Linked DNA regions of Podarcis muralis: region 2 is linked to region 1. The links are chromatin contacts, called in public Hi-C maps. All regions are on one chromosome and are shown on one strand. The core of a region is the stretch at or near the end of the contact, and the rest is flanking DNA. Distances in the headings are between cores, read along the strand shown. Region 1 holds the start of GEMIN8 (gem nuclear organelle associated protein 8). Region 2 holds the start of RAB9A (RAB9A, member RAS oncogene family).

What was found. A called contact is a pair of places that touch in the nucleus more often than the background predicts.
Region 2: a Hi-C map of blood shows a contact between it and region 1, with 4 times the contacts expected there. The contact joins the promoter of RAB9A here to the promoter of GEMIN8 in region 1. A contact is called at or near these places in 2 of 3 Hi-C or Micro-C datasets (blood and tail).

What each region holds. Positions count from the first base shown.
Region 1 is chr4:67,405,810-67,411,158 of rPodMur119.hap1.1, forward strand. It overlaps GEMIN8 (gem nuclear organelle associated protein 8), which reads left to right and starts at 3,155. Exons shown (of 3, transcript XM_028727665.2): 1 at 3,155-3,319. The coding sequence starts at 3,170.
Region 2 is chr4:67,625,353-67,629,980 of rPodMur119.hap1.1, forward strand. It overlaps RAB9A (RAB9A, member RAS oncogene family), which reads right to left and starts at 1,434. Exons shown (of 3, transcript XM_077927502.1): 1 at 1,411-1,434. It overlaps TCEANC (transcription elongation factor A N-terminal and central domain containing), which reads right to left and starts at 1,484. Exons shown (of 2, transcript XM_028727678.2): 1 at 1,411-1,484.

The DNA of each region.
Region 1 (5,349 bases), core at 1,905-4,404:
ACACCCCTTCCGCAAAAGCAGCGTTGCTGCCGTGATATGGAGAAGTTGGATGCCATGACCCAGTCACATTGGACTGGAGTTGCAAGGCAGAAATGATAGCTCCCAGGAAGTTCAAAAACAGCAAGTATTGATGTAGTGACAAGGAAGATCACTTAATGTACATGTCCTTCCGCTCTACCAGCAGAAACTCATTGCAAATAATCAAGGCTTCCTGGAGTTTTGGAGGAAGTGGGGAAAGGGCTAAAATCCCAAACCAGTATCTGAATTTTCTGCTGAACAATGGAGAACTAACATGGCTGTTTGAAGGCGGAAACATGTCAGTTAGCTTAAGCTGGTGATGTCTTAAAAATAAACCTTTAGAACTGACAATAGCCTGGTTGTGTCTCAAATAGCTTAAGACTCTGTTTAAGTATTTCTTGTTCCACTGAAAGATGGTTTTGAAGTTTAGAACCAGGCATGTATTTGAAAGGTGTAATCCTTTTTTACTTTTGGAACACAGATTTAGTAATTGGAGCTGGAGTAAATGTACGCATAAATGTCTCATTTTTGTCAGTTGTTTTCCTTTAATAAAAGAAACCACAATCTGCACTTTTGATGTAAGCCTGCTTCCCACCAGTTCTCTGAAAACAATAAAGAGACCCCATTTTTTTCATAGCTGATTTCCTGGTAAAGAGAGCACAGAATGCTTGAACACAGACAAAATGGTTTCTCTAACAGTTTTTTTCATTCTTTCTTTTCTGCTTCTTTCCTTCATTACTCTCTCTTCTCTCCCTGTTCCCTCCCTACAGTACTGCAGTTATAAATACAGAATGATAGGTAAAGGACCCCTGACCATTAGGTCCAGTCGTGGCTGACTCTGGGGTTGCGGCGCTCATCTCGCTTTACTGGCTGAGGGAGCCGGTGTACAGCTTCCGGGTCATGTGGCCAGCATGACTAAGCCGCTTCTGGCGAACCAGAGCAGCGCACGGAAACGCTGTTTACCTTCCCGCCAGAGCGGTACCTATTTATCTACTTGCACTTTGATGTGCTTTCGAACTGCTAGGTAGGCAGGAGCAGGGACCGAGCAACGGGAGCTCACCCCATCGTGGGGATTCGAACCGCTGACCTTCTGATTGGCAAGCCCTAGGCTCTGTGGTTTAACCCACAGTGCCACCCGCATTCCTTATGCAGAATGATATTCTGCATTATATATGAGTCTTTTTGTTACACTCCTGAGTCTGTTTGTCCAGGAGACAATTGTTATTGATAGCTTGTTGTAAATAATCATCTCCTAAACTCATGACTATTAAATGAAGGTGTTTGGGGGTCATTAGTCCACCCCCCCTTTTGTTTTAAAGTAGTGTCATTTTGCAGAGCTATTAACAGTCTGTGAAAGCCAACTCTCCAGTTCCTTGATGTTATACTGCCTCCTGTCTATCAGGCTGAAGAGGGTTGATGGAAACTATAGAACCAATTAAAACAAGACCGTAATGATAGACTTTGTTCAATACTCTATTAAAGAAAGCAGAGCGGCTGCCAGGCCTGTAGAGATCAAAGATTTCTTTTCAGTTTGCATGCAATTCCACTTCTGTAATTGCTTGGAGACCATTCGGCTGCAAGCAAATGCTGTCTGTATTAGCTTGAAATGTCAGCAGCAATGAAAACATCATCAGAAATATACAAACATTCAGCTTTAGGTCAGTAGGACTCTCAACAAATGTGCTTACTTATGCAGCAGGTCTGCCTTCTCCAACTTAGCTGTTGGATTTAAACTCTCATCCTCCCACCAGCATTCAAGGTCAAAAGCTAATGGGGTGGTCAAGCAATATTATATATGTATTTTACCCAAAGATGCAAAGATTGCCAGCGTGTACAAAGTATTCCTATTTATTTATTTATAAATTACACTGGCTTTGAGGATAAGCATTCAAAAGGCAGCTGACAACACACCAAGGCATGCCAAGGCTATAAAATGCACCAAAGCAAACATAAACTCACTAACTAGACTAAAACAGGAGTGGGTAGGTCCACAGTACCTTGGGGGTTAATCTGTCAAGGGGCACATGCTGGTAGTGGGTGGAGTCAGAACCAAGAATGGATGATGTGCCCCTTCTCTGTTTCTCTGTGTTTGTGTGTGATTCCTTTTCTCCCCCTCCTCATTATACACATGAAATTAGCCATAGGTTAATTTTCCAGTTCATCAGAGAATACCACCCCAAGAGCAGTTTAAAATTGTACAAATGTTGCATATATTAAATCAGGAGTGAGGAACCTCCAGCCCAGTCCTAATTAGGCCCATCAGGGATCCTAATTCGGCTCACAAAGTGGTTTTCCCAAGCCACAACCACTTGTCTCATGTTTGGTGTCACATAGGACCCCGGTTGTGCAGGAATCTCTGAACAGTTATGGAACAGAACTCCTCTCTCATTCCTATGCACAGCTTTGTGAAGTGTGGCAATGGTGAGGATTGCCTTTTGTCATAGTGATGGGCAGTGCTTTTTTTTTTAAAAAAAAATATTGTTTAGGGTTACTCTCATTTTCCTACTCACATTGAAATACTGCCCTGTAATGAGGCCTAACTTAAGATTCACAAAATGTTTAGGGGTATGGGTACCCCTGTGTACCCCCAGGAAAAAGCACTGGTGATAGGTGAGACACCTTCATCCCCATTCCTGTTTGGCTCAGTCTTTCTGAGCTTCCTTGAAACTTTGGACAAAGCTCAATGTTGTTGTTTGCTTTGGTGTGTGTGTGCATTCTTTTCAAGTTATTGTCCTCTGGGAGTCATAGCTTGTAAGTTATGGCACACGATGACACTTTTCAGTGTGTGTGCACACAGACGCCAAGCCTGACCATTGGGCTGGGAACCTCTGGCCTTCCAGATGTTGAGACTACAAATCCCTGCCTGTAGGTCATGCTTACTGGAGCTGATTATTACTATTATTATTAATTACCTGCCTTTCACTGTTAAGGCGGGTTAGGGCATTAAAACACAATGTATTAAAAGCACACACACACCCACACACCCCGGAACTGTAATTTTCCCGAGCTGCAATTCCCAGCACCCTGAGCAAACTACAGTTCCCAGGACGTGGGGTGGGTGGGCGCCTGCGTTGGACGTGCTTTTAAAGCACGAACCATAGACAGCCCATTCTCTTTCCGGGCACAGCGTTACTCGCTGCCAATCCAGCAGATGCCGCCCTCGGCCCGCGAAAGAAACGCAGCTCAGGCGCTTGGCTTCTCCGTATCAGCGAGGCTCCACCTCTTCCCTTTCCCCGCCTGCAGGAAGGAAGAGCCGGGCGCGGCGCGGTCTTCGGTTCTTGCTGCGCGCCCTGCGCTCGAAGTATGTTTACCCCGATCCCAGCCGGTTACTTTTGCTTCCTGGGGGGGCGGGGGGGGGGGGCTTTGCCGGTGCCGCTCCTGAAGCCTCTCCAGCAGAGAAATAGACCAGGAGTTCCCAAGGGCAGGTGCCTTGCTGCCCACGCGGCTCTTGCCGAGGGGAGGGATCGGATCCTGCTCTTTCCCTCATCCTGTTCCCATCGCCCCGTGGGAATTCGCTTCCCCGAGTTAATGGGAGGGCACGCAATGCCTTAGAGCAGGCTTCCTCAACCTCGGCCCTCCAGATGTTTTGAGACTACAATTCCCATCATCCCTGACCACTGGTGCTGCTAGCTAGGGATCATGGGAGTTGTAGGCCAAAAACATCTGGAGGGGCGAGGTGAGGAAGCTTTCCTGAGACCCAGCCAGACCATTTGGGCGTCTAATCTCTAACTTTGGCCACACCAGCCTTTCCCAACCAAGATGTTTTGAGCCATGGCTAAGGGTACCCAGTTGAGGAGAGGTGGTCTGTTCTGGGCTGCTGCCCTCAAAATACTTGCAGAATATATCAAGGATGCTCCTGAGGCCTTATTGCCTTCTGCTCTTCAAGGTGAAGGGGATTAAGGTTGGGCAGCTGGTTTATAAACAGAAGTGCTGTATTATTATTATTATTTTTAAAAAAATTAAGCAGCCCACTGTATATGATACCGATTCTCCTGAAGACTTGCTTGGCTAGGAGAAAGCTACCCCTGGTGGACGTCTGCCTCCTAGGCAGCTGTTAATTTATTGCTGGCATATATTGAGAACAACGTGTGATGCCGTGGCTAGATTACAGAACTGAGACTGGAGAGCCAGGTTCAAATTTGTATTCAGCCCTGAAGCTCATTGGGCGAAGTTACATATAAAATGGGTGAGGAATGAACTGTTGCAAGCCACCCTGGTGGAAGGGTGGGTTAAAAATGCAATTACCGTAAGTAGATGAAATGAAAAATAAAATCAGAGGTGTTGTGGGGCATGGAGTCTGGCAAGTCTACTGTAAGTGACAAATCTTTAAAACTGAGGTGCTTGCTTTATTGTGCTACTTTTGTTTATGTAAACATCCCATATATTGAGCAGAACTAGTTATGGTTAGTTTCCAGGGCAGGGGTTGCTTGTTTGTTTATTTAGAAATCCAGAATTCAGGAAATGGTGTGTGGTATATTTATTGCGGGTGGCATAATACATCTTTTCCATTCATACGCACATTTATGTCTTGGCCTTGGCATAATAACTCTGCTGTAGTGGTTAGAGGGTTGGATTAGGACCTGGGAGACCAGGGTTCAAATCCCCACTCAGCCATGAAGCTCACTTGGGTGACCCTGGGCCAGTCACAGTCGCTTTGGTTGACCTACCTCACAGGGTTGTTGTAAAGATAAAATGGGAAGGGGGGGGGAATCATGCCTTGAGCTCCTCTGAGGGAAAGCGCCATATAAATGCAATAATTAAATATAAATCACTAACTTAGGTGGTGAGAAAATAGAGTGAAGCTGACATGGGGCAACTGCTATTTTTTTAAAGTGAGAGATTTTGGCTAGGAACAATTGTACAGTGGTACCTCAGGTACCACTGTACAATTGGGACACAGGTGGCGCTGTGGGTTAAACCACAGAGCCTGGGACTTGCCGATCAGAAGGTCAGCAGTTCGAATTCCCACGACGGGGTGAGCTCCCGTTGCTCGGTCCCTGCTCCTGCCAACCTAGCAGTTCAAAAGCTCGTCAAAGTGCAAGTAGATAAATAAGTACCGCTCTGGCGGGAAAGTTCGCTCTGGTTCTCCAGAAGCGGCTTAGTCATGCTGGCCACATGACCCTGAAGCTGTACACCGGCTCCCTCGGCCAATAAAGCGAAATGAGCGTCGCAACCCTAGAGTCAGTCATGTCTGGACCTAATGGTCAGGGGTCCCTTTACCTTTACCTCGGGTTATGAACTTTACCTCGGGTTGCAAACTTTGCCCCAGGATGCGAACGGAAATCACATGCTGGAGGCCCCATTAGCGAAAGCGCGCCTCAGGATAAGAAC
Region 2 (4,628 bases), core at 184-2,683, 220 kb after region 1:
GAATCCTAGTTATACAAACATGGAATCCCGGGGCTCCTACATTTTATCAGGTAGACTTTACAAAATGCTGTTTGCAGAATTCTTAACTCCACCCATGTAAAAAACTGAATGACCGTAAAGCCACTTGCCAACATAATAAAAGCATGACAATCATTGAGAGGAAAACCATTTGTCCCTCAATACTTTTAGACATAGTGATTCTTGAGTCGTGTCACATTTAGAACCTCTTCAAAGATTGCTGTTCTTCATTTGCTCCTTGTACAGAAAGCAAGGCTCGCAGTGTCAAATGGAGGGAACAGATTGGGTGTGTGCAAGCAAAAGCAGAGCTCCAGAGCCTGCTGCCAATACTCTGCTTGCATAATGTGAAGCAGAGAGGGCCCTTAAGAATGTGCAGAGTACCTTCCGCCACAATTTATTAGCATCCATAAGTCACTCTTTCATTCACATATACCCACAGGGGGAAAGGCTTCTTCAGTGTCAGTGTGACTTCCACAGAGACTTAAACTTCAAGCTAGAAAGAAAAGAAAGGAAAAAGTTTCCCACTTCTATGGGGAAGCTTTCAAACATCTGAAAACTAGTTGGCAAATGCCAACCAGTGGCAACTTCCACCCTCACTGTATCTCCATGCTCGGGGATAAAATATTAGAAGTTCTTTAAATGTATTTATTTGGTTTTTCAGATTAAAATTTTACAGTCACATATTCAACATACAACATAAAAACAAGATTCCAATGAATCTCTTTTACTTCCCTCCTCCCCTTTGTGAGTCCTATTGTTAATCATTTCCTCCTGCATCTTTTATAATAATCCAAATCTTTTATCTCTCCATTGTATCCAAAATTCACCATTAAACTACAAGTGATATTCCAATCCTACTAACGATTTTAACTGTTTACAGTGGTCTTTAAGAAAAGTTATATATTTTCCCAATTCCTTATTAACATTTTGGTTTTCCTGATTTCTGTTTCTTCTGGTCATTTTAGCCATTGCATCTCCATGCTCGGGGCAGGGGATATTTGAAGTTCTGCCTCTCAAACAACTCCTTGGCAAGCCCACTTTAGCCTGCCAGGGAAAACAAAACAAAAATAGGCGACAGCCCTGACGTCTGAACGCAGACGATCCATTCCCAGGCTCAGCAAACCTGGGAGAGAGACCCAAACCCTGGACAGCTGCTTGCAAACCGTGCGGACAACACAAAATTACATGGGCCTATGCTCAGACCCGGTATAAGGCAGCTTCCTCTGTTCGGCGGGCCACATTCCTCCGAGGTGGCATCCACAAAGGGCCGGAGCAGCTTCCGGAGGGAGGGATGGGGGGGCGGGGACAGGGAGACCCCGCAACACACCGGCGTTGCAAACCTCCCACCCGGAACAGCGCACGTAGCAGCGCGCGAGCGCACTTTCCGCTTACCTGGCCCGAGCAGCTTCCTCCGCCTTCCCCGGCCCCGCCCCTCTGGGGGAAGGGCGCACGGTGCGCGCGCGCTCCCGCTCTTGGCTCTGGAGCCTCGGCAGTCGAGGAGGCGCGCGAGGCGCGCTTGGGACTTGGCGGGTCGCTGTTGTGAGGCGGTCGAAGCGCACAGGGCATCTTGTTGGCGCGCAGGCGCTCTCTCCCTTTGCCCAGATACTGAGGGTTGTGACAACTCAATCTACCCCACCAATTCTCGTGCAAGCCGCAACACGTTACTTCACAACACGTCGAAACACGAAAAGCACAGCACAATTAAGGAGGGGTTTTTTTGCTGCTCTTAACGATAGAAATACAGACTGTACTCAGACCGTACTCCTCCTCTCCACCGCAAAGAGGCTTATGTAATGAATGGATGGATGGATGGATGGATGAATTAATCTTTATTTGCGTCAGCCATCGGCCATAGCAATAAAACAACAATACGATATACAAAGAACAGAAATAAAAAGTCAATTATATAAAATACATGTTAGGGTTATGAATCAACAGTCAAATTGTGGATCTTATTCTGATTCTCCCAGCTAAAAACCTTGCAACCTTTGCTGTCACCTGCTCATCTTGATCTGCCAAGAGAAAGGACTCTATGGCAGTGGCTGGGCGACTCGGAATGGACAATAAAAGAGGGGTGATAATTTCATTCCTCAAGTGTTTGGAAAGAGTGGAAGCCAGAAGGGCTTATGTAAAATACAACTACCTTTCCAACTAATTGGCCTCTTCATTGCAGTTTAGGAAATTGTACAAACTTCACTTTTTTAGTGCATGAATACTTCTGCAAAGTTAAAGCTGCATTAAGAATGAAGCTAAAGGTAGTTTCACTTTCTGAGCAATTGCAATAAAGACTTCTTACTTTCTTCATTGGGGATACCAAGCACTTTTCCCAAAGGCAAAGAGACCCATACTGAAATAACTTTTTAAACTACAATAGCAGTGATTTAGTGCAAAATCACGCCAGAGAGACAAAACTGTTTTATGCCTTCATCTGCAGGATCGAAGTCTGGATATCTACTGCCCTCTGCTGGTGTTGTATAGTCCAACATTTAGAACAGCTGGAAGCTGCACTAAAATCAGTAAAACTTTTGGATGTTTTTGCTAAAGGCACTGGTAATTTGCAGGGGAAGCAGAGGATTCCCACGGGCTGTACATCTACATGCATCGCTGTATTGTATATTACAATATCAAAATATTCTTTTCACCTATGCACCAGACAAAGTGGCTTCAAATGTACCAGAACGGAATGGGGATGATGATGATGATGATGACAATGATAATTTTATTATTTTTTTCCCACCCATCTGGCTGGGCTTCCCCAGCCACTCTGGGTGGCTTAGTCAGACATACAGCTAGGATGCAATACTATACCATCTTAAAGGTAAAGGTAAAGGACAGTTAAGTCCAGTCACAGACAACTCTGGGGTTGCGGTGCTCATCTCGCTTTACAGGCCGAGGGAGCCGGCGTTTGTCCGCACAGTTTTTCCAGGTCATGTGGCCAGCACAACTAAGTCACTTCTGGCAAAACCAGTGTTTTTAACCATAGTGCAGAAAGTGCCCATGGACATCAATCTAAACACAGAAACCTTTTTGCATATTATAGTGAGGATGCAAGACTGTGGAGTCTCGTGTGAGTTACCACTGGCGACTTGACCATAGTTGCCTGTTACACTGGTGGGTACCAGCTGAGACAGAGCAATAAAAATAAAGGACCCCATCTGGGACATAGGAGTAACTAAGGAACAATAAACTGGCATGTGACTCTTTTGATCCACAACTTAAAAGGATGACTGGGGAGTTTCAAATGGTTATCCCCTTCCAGCCTCTTACTTTTTGGCTTTCTCCTGCTGGTTCCATAGTGTCTTCTTTCTACCTCCTTTTATCTGCACATCTCGCCACTTGCCAGCCTTCTCCTCTCCCACCCCGCACAGGTTGACAAAGTACATTTTAATTCCACATATTCCTCCCACAAGCCATCTCTCTCCCTCCTTCTGATCTCTGTCACCAGTTCACCGAGCAGTTTTCCAGCGTTGGAAAGGCTAGCTGGAGTTGCCACAGTTGGAGCAGCAGGATATCAGATGCCCATTGCCCAGAAAAGGTGATGACACAGGTGGACAGTGGACCAGCTGCCAGGCACCCTGGAGAGGTCACTGGAACAAAAGGAGAAGCCCATGTGTCCTGGAGTAGGGGCAGCTGGCAACCATAGATGCAAGCACTATGCAAACTGCATGATGGTATGCAATAGAAAATCAAGATTTCCTTCCATCTTTTCCACCAATTTGGTTTGGTTTAAAAGGGGATTAGACAATGCAATTGTCAATGCAATTGTCAATGCAATCTGCCAATGCAATTCTGGGCTGCATCAATAGGAGTATAGCATCTAGATCAAGGGAAGTAATAGTGCCACTGTATTCTGCTCTGGTCAGACCTCACCTGGAGTACTGTGTCCAGTTCTGGGCACCACAGTTCAAGAAGGACACTGACAAACTGGAACGTGTCCAGAGGAGGGCAACCAAAATGGTCAAAGGCCTGGAAACGATGCCTTATGAGGAACGGCTAAGGGAGCTGGGCATGTTTAGCCTGGAGAAGAGGAGGTTAAGGGGTGATATGATAGCCATGTTCAAATATATAAAAGGATGTCACATAGAGGAGGGAGAAAGGTTGTTTTCTGCTGCTCCAGAGAAGCGGACACGGAGCAATGGATCCAAACTACAAGAAAGAAGATTCCACCTAAACATTAGGAAGAACTTCCTGACAGTAAGAGCTGTTCGACAGTGGAATTTGCTGCCAAGGAGTGTGGTGGAGTCTCCGTCTTTGGAGGTCTTTAAGCAGAGGCTTGACAACCATATGTCAGGAGTGCTCTGATGGTGTTTCCTGCTTGGCAGGGGGTTGGACTCGATGGCCCTTGTGGTCTCTTCCAACTCTATGATTCTATGATTCTATGAAATTCATGGAGGATAAGCTATCAATGGTTAACTAGGAATGATTGCTATGAATTGCCTCCAGTATCAGGATGTCTCTGCATACCAGTCGCTGAGCATCATGAACATAAGTGTGCTGTTGTGCTCATGTCCTGCTTCTGAACTTCTCAAGGCATCTTGTGAGAACAGAATCCTGGTCTAGATGGGCATTTAGTCTGATTCAGAGGGACTTATCTTACGTTCTTGTATTAA